2 separate regions of the Mus musculus genome follow, and region 1 is linked to region 2. The links are chromatin contacts, called in public HiCAR-type maps. All regions are on one chromosome and are shown on one strand. Each heading gives the region's core, a stretch centred on a gene start, on an enhancer-like site or on the middle of the called end of the contact. The rest is flanking DNA. Distances are from core to core; before and after follow the strand shown.

Region 1 (6,240 bases), core at 381-2,880, 2.9 Mb after region 2:
ACAGAGGAATACTCAAGCCAGACAAAGATGGAATCCTTTCCCACACAAGAAATGCAATCAGGTTTCTAACCCCAAACACTAGTCATTAACAGAAGGATACTAGTGAAAATTTGGATGTAACATTTCAAATACATTCGACGGAACTTCTTACAGCCCATTTGTAAGTTTTCATAATTAGAAGATGTCAATTGGATGGATTTCTATCAGGGCACTGGTGCTCAGAACTGAGACCAACCAGAAGTAATTACCACGTAGAAAAAGAAAAGCTATGTTCTAAGAATCTTTTTAAAACACATGGTCTCATGTAGCCTAGGCTCACTTTGAGTTGGCTATAAAGGAGACGATGATTTTGATTCTCTGGATTCCTGACTCCTCCCCAAAAAGCAGAAGTGACAGAAATGTGTCATAGAATTACACTTAAGTTCTCTTTTCTGTCATAGAGCTGTTTAATTAAAAATATATATGAACATAAGGTGCCTATAAATTGTATATGAGCACAATGCTGTACTCTCTCTACTTTGTAAGGAACATGTTTTGATGTACAAGGCAGCATTGCGATTCCGACTTCATATACTGTTATTTTTTTTTTCTACAGATTAGCAAAGTTAACGAGGAAATGTCTGTTATCCTAGGTATGGTTAGAAACTCATTGAAAATCCCAGTAGATAGGACAAGGTGGTCTGAAGCCCATGATTTCTGGGAGTAGACTTGAATGCCACGAGCCAGGCTCTGGCTCACTAACCCTTGGTTTGACTGAAAAGTGACAATATAAGCAAGATCACCTGAGATAGGGGGGAGGGCTGTGGTGGAGAAACCCTGAAAAAAACAAACACACACACACACACACACACACATCAACTCATCTTTTATATTTGAAAAGGAGTCCAAATTTTGGACAGAACACTTATTAAGAGGATTATTGTCTAACGATTTTTAAGCAGAAGGGCAAATTCCATATTTGGGCAAACACTGGTTCATACCAGTTACAAAATTACTCTGTGTCTATGTAGCCATGTATTGTGATGATTCAGGTATAGGATTGTACCTTCAGAATTCTTTTCAACTCGAGGCATCCATAAATCCAACAATTCATTGCAAAGGAAAAGAAACTAACATTCCATAAAACAATCACCCTCACAGGTCTCTCTGTCCCTGGACATCAAGAACTTTAGGAAGATTTGTGAGATCAAACTGGAGTAGTGGACGGGATATAAAGTTTAGTAGGCACTAGACGTCCACGTGTTCTGTATGTCCCGAGAATCTGACTACAGCTATGTAGGCACAGGCAGAGCACGTTTCCCCAGTAAAGATGAGTGCGCTCCCTTCAGCATCTCAGGCAGAGGCAGTCAGCAGACCCAGCCTGCCCTTGCCATCCTGTTGTTTCCAACCTTCTCCCCTTCAAACCTGTGCCCAGGGGCAGTGGCCCAGCCTAGGTCAGCACAGCATCTCCAGGTCAGCTCAAATCATCTTCAGCGCCCGACCAGCCACCCTGCACAGTCCCTCAGATCTGCAAGATGGCGCTGTTCCCTGCACCAACCTCCATGTCAGAGATCCAAACGCAGTGCTCAACAGGACAGACGCCTAACTTTGGGGAGAAGCTTAAGTTTGAAAATCAAATGCGGAAGTTTGATAAGAACAGCCAGCCTTTTGGTGACGTCAACGTGGTAGGGACTACATTTCCCACAAGTCAGTGCGAAGAACTTCCAGGAACCCACAGAACTAGTTTGTTGTCCGCCAGAATTCCTGCCACCCGTGAGTAGGTTAAGTTAGGAATAAACAAGGATCTGCAGATGGGCAGACACGGGCATTTGGACTCTTAAAGTCCGGTGGTCGCAGCACCCTATGTTAGCCTGTGCATCGAACCTTTTACAGTGATGTTTACCACGTTTCCTAGTTATTTCTGCTAGGACGCTGTGGTTTTAAAGGAATTTAAAGTATTTTACTACCATATGGAAAATTCATCAGTTACTTAAAAATATGGAAGCTAATTTAGGACTGAGCATTATCTCTTGAAGATGCTCTTGAAACCATCCTTGGTGACCCTGATTGTCTTGCAGCATCTCAGGTGGTTAAGAGAAACAAATTAAAATTCAAAGCTAATTACCACCAGGTGGTTTCTGAGCACTGCTTTCCTCCCCTGCATCTCTCCCAAGGGGAAGGGGGCAGGCAGACAGAGCTCTTGGGATCACAGAGGTATATGTACAGAGAGACAGGAAAATTAATAAGGAACATCAAAACCTAACACAGGAAATTCTATAGTGCACAGTGGACCAAGGCTAGGCCACTATCCCTGGGCACAGGTTTGAAGGGGAAAAGGTTGGAAACAACAGGATGGCAAGCGTCCTTGGTCCATTGTGCACTATAGGATTTCCTTTGTTAGGTTTGATGTTCCTTATTAATTTTCCTGTGTCTCTGATGATCCTGTCATCATTCATATTTCACCATATTTGAACATCAGTGGTATCTGCCTTGAACTTCCCACATTTCTCTGAAGCAGAACATCAAGATAACTCCTTCTTGAATACAAAGGTATCAGAAATGTGTTCATATAACTGTCAAATGATATCACTGTATTAAAGAAGTTACACTGGAAACATGGAGTATTGAGAATTCCCATCTCTTCTTTGGAAGGCTTATTCTTGTGCAGTTCATGCTTGAGTCAAAGTTACAAACCCCATTGCTAGCTCCCTGGGAGCAGTAGTATGCTAGCAGCCTTCAGATGAACATGTAGAACTCTCAGCTCCTCCTGTACCATGCGTGCCTGGATGCTGCCATGTTCCCTCCTTATTATTGGACTGAACCTCTGAACCTGTAAGCCAGCCCCAATTAAATGTTGTCTTTTATAAGACTTGCCTTGGTTGTGGTGTCTGTTCACAGCTCTAAAACCCTAAGACAACTAGGCTATGTACTATTTACTGAACTAAGACAGGAGTTGGTACCAGGAGTGGGGTATTGTTGTGATAGGCATGACCACGCATTTGTCTGGAAGAATGTGGATTTGGGGACTTTGGATTGGGAAGCAGTAGAATGCTTCAAATGGGGCTGAAGGGGCTATCCTAGAAAGAATATGAAAGACTTTGTTGCTGATAGTGATGTGGCCTACAGACAGTTTTTGTGGTATTTTGGTGAAGAATGTGGCTGCTTTTTGTCCTTGTCTGATGAGTCTACCTGAGTCTAAGGTAAAGAGATTTATATTAATTGTATTGACAAAAGAAGTCTGAAAATAGCCCAGTAGAGACTTTGTTCTCTGGTTAAGTTTCATGAAGAGCATTTTGAACAAGCTTAGCAAGCATAGGAAAAACAAATAAAATATATGGTTCAAGTCTTAAAGGGACACCAAGAAGTGAAATGGAGCTGAATCCTATGTTCTTGAAAATAACAGCTTGAAGAATTTTGGGACAAGATTCCATCCAGCTAAGTTTAGATCCAGGCAAAGTGGTATACACATTTAATCCCATCATTACAAGGGACAAGGCCATGCAGATCTCTGAATTCAAGGCCAGCCTACAGTGCAAGTTCCAGGGAAGCCAAGTTCAGACAGTGAGGTAGCTGGAAAACAGAAAGCCGGTAATAGAATAAGGGCACCAATGTTCCAGTGCCAGTAAGCAGTAGAACATGGTAGCTTTAGCCATGTGGCTCTGGCTTTAGAGTAAAAACAGAAGGTACTACTGGGATAATTGATGGCTACCTGGAACTAAGATGTTAGTGGTGATTAAGGAGAGCCCAGTATCATTGAGGTGAAATCTTCTGGGAACTATTTTCTGAGCACACAAAAAAACTGTGTTCCAGAGATAGCCAAGGTTGTACCTTGTACTGCAGCTATACTTGGTAATATGTAAGAGTCACCCAGGTGGTACTGGGTTTGAAGGCATGAAGTGGTCATGAAGAGCAGCTGAGGCTTAGCACTGTGAGAGGTCATGGAAGGACATTGGTGAAGGTGCAGCCTCAGTTGTTGGCCCAGGAATGAAGGGGTCAGGCAAAGGATTTGAGGCTTGGCACCATGAAGAGATCTCATGAGAAGCTACTGTTGGTGAAGCCTAGCTTCAGCAGAAGACCCCAGTGTATTGAAGATGTCATTACCATGGGATGATAACCCAGAACATCAGTGGCAGTGGAGTGGATCAACCTGAGCCTCAAATGCTACAGATAACAGAGCTGGAGAAGGGATATTAACCCTTTGAAGGAGGCCAGAAGATTGTCTGTGAATATCAGACACTGAAACAAGAAGCTACAATATTGAAGTTGCCTTGGAGACTGCAAGATTTTCGAGATGCCAGATTCATAAAATATCTCTGGAGGAATACTACTTATAGGAGTGGAATCAATCCAGGAAAACAAGTTTGTTGTAGTCAACAAAGATTAAAAAAAAAAAATGGAGTTGGAGATCTGAAGACCACTTTGTCATGAGACATGAAAATGCAGAGTTTGGAGTTTGTTGAGCTGGTTTCCTATCTTGATTCAAGGATTACAGTTAAATGTTTGGATGGATATCAGAAGAGACTTTGAACTTTGGATTTATGACATTGTTGATACTAGCATAGATTTTAGAAGTTGGACTAAATGTACTTTTTAAATTATGCTATGGCTATATCTGACCCACTGAGACTTGTGTTTGAACAAGTCTATGAGGCAAGGGAGTGGAATGTGATGGTTTGTATATGCTTGGCCCAGGGAATGACAATATTGAGAGCTGTGGCCTTGTTGGAGTAGATGTGGCCTTGTGGGTATGGGCTTTAATACCATTGTCCTAGCTGCCTGGGAATGCTACTGCTAGAAGCCTTCAGATGAAGATGTAGAACTCTCAGCTCCTCCTTTACCTTGCCTGCATGGACTCTGCCATGTTCCCTCCTTGATAATACTGGGCTGAACCTTTGAACCTGTAAGCCAGCCACAATTAAATGCTGTCCTTTATAAGATTGCTTTGGTTGTGGCGTCTGTTCACATCAATAAAACCCTAACCAAAACAACTAGGATGTTTAACATTTCTTTACCTAATACATTTAATCTAAATCCCTTTAAATTGCTTCATCCTCAGGCAGAGTATTTTGATCAGGAAACAAAGTAGCTAAATTCTTCATCAAACATCTCTCTCTCTCTCTCTCTCTCTCTCTCTCTCTCTCTCTCTCTCTCTCACACACACACACACACACACACACACACGGGGGGGGGGGGTGTCTGTGAAATCTTTTGAGCCAGTCCCCCACAGTTCAAGTCACCCTCAGCACCAAAGTCTTCCATATTCCTACTAGCATTTCCCATTAAGCCCTTCCTAAAGCACTCCACTGCTTTCCAAATCCACACTCTCCAAATCCATATTCCGCCAAACAAAAACATGCTGAGGCCTATCACAGAAAATAACCAAGTCCCTGGTACCAAGTTCTGTCTTACTTAGGGTGTCATTTCTCTGGAGGGACAATATTATTAAGGCAACTCTTAGGAAGCATTTAATTGGGGCTGGCTTATATTTTCAAGGGTTAGTCCATTATCATCATGGTAGGAAACATGGTAGAGTTTAGCCAGACATGGCACTTGCAGAGCCAAGAGTTCTACATCTTTATCCGTGACTGCCTTCTGGAGACAGCAAGGAAGAGGATCTGGATCACACTGGCCAGACTTGACTAGATGTTTCAGACATCAAAGCCACACCTCCACTGTGACATGCTTCCTGTAGCAAGACTCTACCTCAAATGAGGCCACTCCTCCTAACAGTGCCTCTTCCCATGGACCAAGCATGTTCAAACTACTGCTGTCTCCTTGTCATACAATAATCAAAACACTAAAGATTAGAATCAATTTCTCAATAAATAGGCATAAACTAAATTTTCAGTAAAAAGACATAAACTAACTGAATGGTTGCAAGGCAAAAAAGACCATCCTGCCATCTACAAGAAATACACCTCAACATCAGAGATAGCTGTCAGCTCAGAGTAAAGGTTTATAAAAATATTGTCCAAGCAAATGAATGTCAGATAGAAGATGGTATAGCTATTGTATTGTATTGTGTAACAAAATAGAATCCAAACCCAAATTAATAAAAGAAACCAAAGAAACCAAACTCATGAAAGGAAAAATCCATAAAGATGATGTTTCAATTCTTAACATCTATATCACAAATACAAGGACCCATGACTAAAAGAGAAACATTACCAAGCTTAGTCCAACATTGGCCCTAACATATTAATTGGCAGAGAGTTCAATTCCCCACTATTACTAAATGGACAGGTTATCCATTCAAAAGCT
Region 2 (6,640 bases), core at 435-2,934:
CCAATGAAAGCTACACTCAGCATACAATCAAGGATAAGCTCAAATTCCTGGGCTTCTGCCCCCTCACGCTCCCTCTACCCCCTAGTCCACACTTGGATTTCCTTTTTCTGATTTAAACCTAGGCGTAGTGTGTGCCACAGGTATGGCAAAAACTTTCACTTATCTCATTCCCTGAGAAGAGGGTCCCACAGCCAGTCCATAGAGCCTGGCTAGTTTCATATTCTATTTAAAAGTTTCGTTTCTTTTGGGTTTGAGAAAGTCTCACACTGTAGCTCAGGCTGGCCTGGAACCTGAGGCAATCCTCCTGCAACTCCTAGTCTCTCTAGTATTGGGATTGTAGGGAGTGAGCAACCACCCCTGAAACACTTTTTAACAAACGCACACAAAAGTGGTAATTTCTTGGCATCCTTGCCTTCCCACGTTAGTGTAGGTTCTTCTCCCCTCTCTTCTGTCTTGATTTCTCCACAGCTTTACCATGTTAGCAGGTAACCTTGTCCATACTGGCTTCGTACTTGAGATTCTCTTCGTCTTGGCCTGCTGGATACAAGAGTTATAGTCAGAACAACTGTATCAGGTTTATCATCTACGTTCCTGATAGTAATCATCCTAAAGGGTGTAAGATATCTTATTGTGGTTTGATTTCATTTTTCCTAATTAGTAGGGGTGCTGGTCGTCATCTCATATACTTGTGGACACCTCTCTCTATTTTGAGATAAGGTCTCTTATTAAGCAGGATGCATCGCACTGTGTAGATTAATAAGACCCTGTCAAGTACTGGGACGGCAGATGTGATTTAGAGCAACCAACATAGGTGGTACAGGGAGTCGAACCAAAGGCTTTTGTTCACTCTAGGCAAGCACCTCACCAAAGGAGCTTTATCGTCAGTGCTAGTAAGCTTTTTAAAAAAGGTACTTGGATTCATGATGCCCTTTGGGGACCAAAGACCCAAGTGATTCTCCATGTGATGGTTTGTATATGCTTGGGCTAGGAAGTGGCACTATTAGCAGGTGTGGTCTTATTAGAGTAGGTGTATCACTGTGGAAGTGGGTTTTAATACTCTTGCTGTCTGGAAGCGAGTCTTCTCCGAGCAGCCTGCAGTTGAATATGCTCCTCCTGCAACATACCTGCCTGGATGCTCCATGCTCCCTCCTTTGATAACAAAGGATGAATTTTTGAACATGTAAGCCAGTCCCAATTAAATGCTGTCCTTATAAGAGTTACTTTGGTCATGGTGTCTGTTCACAGCAGTAAAATCCTAACTAAGACACTCCACGACTCAGCTCTGTGCTTGTCTGCAACAATGATTTGCGTCAGTTACAAAGAGGCCTAAATGTAGAGAGCGGCTGAGTGAGTGCCTGCCACCTGATACTCTTGCTGGTTTCTGGAAGTCTTCCACCAGATCCACCTCCCTACCAGAGGCTCCGCCTCTGGGCGAATGAACACACCCTTTACATGCGTAGCCCTGCCCCTCTCAGCCCCACGCACCAGCGTTTCTTGTCACGTGGTGCTATGGCCACGTCCTGGAGCGTTAGATTACGATAGAGTGACTGCCGAAGGCTGCGGAAAGGTGCTGCCTAGAGGGGATGCAGATTCCTGACTGAGCTCAGCACTGGTCTTTCCGGTCACGTGCTTTACGGAGCAGCTGCTAGACGCGTTATTGCTAGGCAACGCTTGCAGGAGCCTATGCTGGATCCCTGTAGAGTAGGATCTGGGCACCGCGGGCCGACATGGACCAGTATTGCATCCTCGGTCGCATCGGGGAGGGCGCCCACGGCATCGTCTTCAAAGCCAAGCACGTAGAGGTGAGACCATGCCGCACGTGCAGTCCGAGGGATGCCCACTGCGCTCCCTCTGCAGTCTTTCCGTGTAGAGATCTGCTAGCGCGCGCGGGCGCGCCTCAGAGGTCTCTTTAGGATACTTGGCGGGGTCCCATCTGTGGCGATCCCGCTTCCAGCGGCCGGACTGCGGGAGCGCGACCCCTGGCGGTCGGTTCAGATCTTCCCGACTTAGGGGCGGGTCTCTGTGGGGTGTCTCGCTCCTGGGGTGTTCTCTCCCTGCCCCTACCTTGCCAAAGGTCTCTGGCAGTGTCGGCACTCTTTCCTGCACAGACTGGCGAGATCGTTGCCCTCAAGAAGGTGGCCTTGCGGCGGCTGGAGGATGGTATTCCTAACCAGGCCCTCAGAGAAATCAAGGCTCTGCAGGAGATAGAGGACAGTCAATATGTGAGTGGGGCTGGGCTCAGGTGGTCATGCAGGGCTCGGGTGAACAAGACCGGTGGCAGGTTCCAAGACAGCAGCTTCTCGACCACTTTCATTCATTTCCATCCCTCTCTACTCACCAGTATACACTTTAAAGGAGTCCTTTCTAATCCCCATTCTGCCCCCTCCTGCTTACTCCTTATTTATGCTCCCAGATCCACTCTCACCTGAGTACTTAACCCTCCCATTCTCTCTCATTTACACACCCATTGCTCATATGTTTATGCATCCCCCCCCCTTTAACTATTGTGTGTGTTTCTTTTTGTTTTCTCCTTTCCTTCCTATACCTGCTCTCCCACCTTCCTTATGCTAGACAGGTGCTGGGCCATTAAATTATGCCCCTAACCATGCTGACTTCTCAGCAGTTTGCACCCGTTGAGCCCCTACTTTGTTCTGAAGGATATCTTAAAGACTTTCATGTGTGGTCACCCTCCGTTCACCCTGCTTTTCTCTCTTTCTTTCTTCCTTTCTTCCTTCCTTTCTCTTTCTCTCTCTTTCTCTCTCTCTCCCTCTTTCTTTCTTTCTTTCTTTCTTTCTTTCTTTCTTTCTTTCTTTCTTTCTTTCTTTCTTTCTTTCTTTCTTTCTTTCTTTCTTTCTTTCTTTCTCTTCAGGGTCTTTGTTAAGCACAGGGGAATGCTTGGCTTTTATCATCAGCTCATGGGTCTGCAGCTGAGTGACACTGCCAGAATGCCCCTGGGGCCTCCTAAAAATTCTGGCCTGTACACAGCACTAGTGACACTGAGGAATTGGTCTCAGTCTGATTCCTGAGAGCTTATGTGTGATGGAATCAGTTTGTGTGCTCCTGTATTGTGAAGTGTAGTGGTGTGTGCCTCAAAATTTACTGCAGATGAGATATGTGTTCATACCTCATCTTTATAACATGAGATATGTGTTTATATATGTGTACTGTGTGTAACATGTGTACTGTCTGAATGTAGGTGTGTATTTTTATTTGTTCCAATGCTGGTTTACTGCCAAAATAAAACCTTCACTAAGGTGGTTCCTTTTTGTTGTTGTTGAAAATAAAAGGGCTTTCCAGGCAGCTTATGTGTGGGACAGGTGGTTCAAGACCCATAAGGATGCTGATGATTGACAGCCGTCCTGACGTTGCCATTTTACCTGGTTAATTAATTTATATTTAACTTTATGCGTAGGAACATTTTGCATGTGTTTATGTGTGTGTACTGTGTGTGTGCCTTGTGCCCATTGAGGCCAGAAGAGGGCATCATATTCCCTGGAACTGGAGACGGATGGTTGTGAGCCACTATGTGGATGCTGGGAACCAAATCTGGGTCCTCTCCAGGAGCGTCAAGTACTCTTAACCATTGAACTGTCTCTCTAGTCCCAAGTTTTCATTAAAAAAAAAACAAAAACAAAACCAAACAAAAACCAAAAAACTAGGGGATGGGGAAATGGCTTGGTGGGAACTGTTAATCCAGGTGAATGTCAGGTGGGTGCGATACTCCACCTGTGAGTCCAGTACTTATAAGGTACTGGACAGGAGACCCCTGGAGCAAGCTGGTTAGTCAGATTAGTGTATTGGGAAGGCTCTGAATTCAATAGGAATACATTGCCTCGACACATAATGTAGAGAGCAATTAAAGAGAAGACTCAGGGCTGACCAGATGGCTCAGTGGTTAAGAGCACCAACTGCTCTTCCGAAGGTCCCGAGTTCAAATCCCAGCAACCACATGGTGGCTCACAACCATCCATAACGAAATCTGATGCCCTCTTCTGGAGTATCTGAGGACAGCTACAATGTACTTACATATAATAAATAAATAAATCTTTAAAAAAAAGGAGAGAAGACCCATGACTTCAGCCATGGGTACATCCAAACACACAGATGCATGCAAAAAACATGGAGTAGATTTGTCCCCAGTCTTTCTATCTTCTTCACTAGCTACCTCTTCTTAGGCATCCCTTCAGGAACTAGCATCCATATAGGTTGCAGGAGCACGGGACAGAATAGACATGTTCATCCCCTAAAGGATGTACTACTATTCAGCTGGACTTTGTGGTTCACACCTGTAATCCCAGCACTTAGGGAGTGGAGGCAGAAGGATGCAGAGTATTAGGTCATCTTCTTCTACATGGTGAGTTCAAGTCCTTTCCAAAAAGACACTTACTTCTTGTCCCTCTAGCCATCTCTGCTAGTCTTTGGCCCTTGTACTTTTTTGTTTCTGTTTTCCATGCTCAGACCTCCTCCCCAGACCTACCTCTGACCAAACTCCTTCTTTTTTTTTTTTTTTTTTTTTTTTTTTTTTTTTTTTTTAGTTTTTTGAGACAGGGTTTCTCTGCATAGCTCTGGCTGTCCTGGAACTCAGTCTGTAGACCAGGCTGGCCTTGAACTCAGAAATCCGCCTGCCTCTGCCTCCCAAGTGCTGGGATTAAAGGCATGCGCCACCAACTGCCCGGTGACCAAACCCCTTCTAAATAAAGTATACACACTTCCTTTGCTCTCTCACAGTCCCACCGCCTTCTAGTCCTATACCTTCCATTTATTCCCTGTTTTCTAAGCTCCTCAAGTCCTTGCATCCTAGCTCACTGCCCTGTGCAACCTGGGCCTTAAGATATCGGCAACTATGGTGTCTGATGTGCCTTCATTGTTCCAACACTGGGGGAGATGCGATTTCTGGTTCTGTTCCCAGGTTGCTGGGATTTCCTGGTCCTAGAGGTAATGGGTGACAGTTGGTACTTGAGTGTACCTCTCTAGGTGATGTGCCATGTGGATAGGATGGGTTGAGCAGTGGAATGCTTGCTGCTGTCCACTAAGTCACCTGATCTTTTCCCTAATTAGTGGGAGAGTAGAGGCCATCTTATCTCTGGATAGCAGAGCACTATGAGCCCTGAGCTCCCTGGTCCCTGTTTCAGCCTAGCCAGGTCTTCTGTCAGGGCCTGGGCTATTGGTGCTGCTGGTAGCGGGGTGGGAGCCAAGGAGGGCTGGAGGCCAGTCTAGACTCTGGAGGCTTATGGGATGTCTGTCCTCAGGTGGTGCAGCTGAAGGCTGTGTTCCCACATGGTGCGGGCTTTGTGCTGGCTTTCGAATTTATGCTGTCGGACCTGGCAGAGGTGGTGCGCCATGCCCAGAGGCCCCTGGCCCCAGCACAAGTCAAGAGCTACCTGCAGATGCTGCTCAAAGGTGTTGCGTTTTGCCATGCCAACAACATTGTGCATCGGGTTAGTACCAGTATGGGCTTTGTTGGGCCGGGGTGAGCTAGTCCTTGAAGAGGGTGCAGTCAGAGGGTCTTGAAGTAAGCAGCCAGAGGTATGGCTCTAAAGGAAATGGGGGCCTGGCTGCCTATCCCCCTGTCCCGAAGCCCTGACTAGGTACAGGGGACTGATGCTTCTTTTTTGTATGCACAGGACCTGAAGCCTGCTAACCTGCTCATCAGTGCCTCAGGCCAGCTCAAGATAGCTGACTTTGGCCTGGCCCGGGTCTTCTCTCCGGATGGTGGTCGCCTCTACACACATCAGGTGGCCACCAGGTAGTGGGGCTCTATCCCTGCCAGCCCTCTCACTGGGGAAGAGATACGTCTGCACCTTCTGTCCAGGCATGGGCTGTGGGCCTGGGATGTAGCTTCTTATCAGACCAGCACAATCCAGCTGTGATCTCAACCCCTTTTTCCCCTCCCCCAGGTGGTACCGAGCTCCTGAACTCCTGTATGGCGCTCGGCAGTATGACCAGGGCGTTGACCTATGGTGAGATACTTGGGGCAGGTGAGGGTCATGTGGGCTGTGGGGATGTTCTGTCTGGTTAGAGAGTAGTCTGAGCAGCTTTGGATCTGTGTTCTTCACGCTGATGTTTCTGAGTTGGTGTGGGGAGGGTTAGGAGGCTAGTCTCAGGTGAGAGGCTTCTGGGAATGGGGTAAGGTAGTCTGGGGTACAAGGCATGTAGTATGTTTTGTCATCTGAATTGAGGATGAGATAGTTGTGAGCTAAAGTGAAGCTTGGGTCCCTAGGTATGAGGGTTCAGCATTTTGGGGGACTAGGGAGATAGTTTGTGGTGTTCAGAGGTCTGAGATTTGGGTTATTTTGCATTTATGCCCCGCCCCCAAATCGAGGAGGAGCTGGGTAGCCCAGACATGAGGCTCTAAGAGTCCTGGAGCTGCAGGACTCTGTTCTAGATATCTGTGGAGGAATGATACATGGCTGCCCTGGGAACCTCTGGACCTTGATCCTGATGTGAGGTGTTAAAGCTCGTGTGAGTAGCTTGATCACTCACGTGTGACATCTCCCACCGCTTAGCTCTGTATCCACAGGGCTGTGGGCTGCATCATGGGAGAGCTGTTGAATGGGTCCCCCCTGTTCCCGGGCGAAAACGACATTGAACAACTGTGCTGTGTGCTTCGCATCCTGGGTACCCCGAGTCCTCGAGTCTG

What was found. HiCAR-type assays count read pairs that join an accessible place to other places.
Region 1: a contact with region 2 is called in a HiCAR-type map of astrocytes, with 3 times the contacts expected there. The contact joins the promoter of Zfp595 here to the promoter of Cdk20 in region 2. A contact is called at or near these places in 2 of 39 promoter capture datasets (cranial neural crest and hippocampal neurons) and 1 of 115 datasets of contacts at active chromatin or transcription factors (astrocytes).

Annotation. Positions count from the first base shown.
Region 1 is chr13:67,330,930-67,337,169 of GRCm38.p6, forward strand. Zfp595 (zinc finger protein 595) reads right to left here and starts at 1,631. Exons shown (of 5, transcript NM_177622.3): 1 at 1,538-1,631. The coding sequence starts at 1,543.
Region 2 is chr13:64,430,869-64,437,508 of GRCm38.p6, forward strand. It overlaps Cdk20 (cyclin-dependent kinase 20), which reads left to right and starts at 1,685. Exons shown (of 8, transcript NM_053180.2): 1 at 1,685-1,802; 2 at 2,109-2,222; 3 at 5,250-5,438; 4 at 5,625-5,746; 5 at 5,898-5,960; 6 at 6,521-6,640. The coding sequence starts at 1,728. 1700015C15Rik (a long non-coding RNA gene) reads right to left here and starts at 1,568. Exons shown (of 3, transcript XR_873594.1): 1 at 1,486-1,568; 2 at 383-537.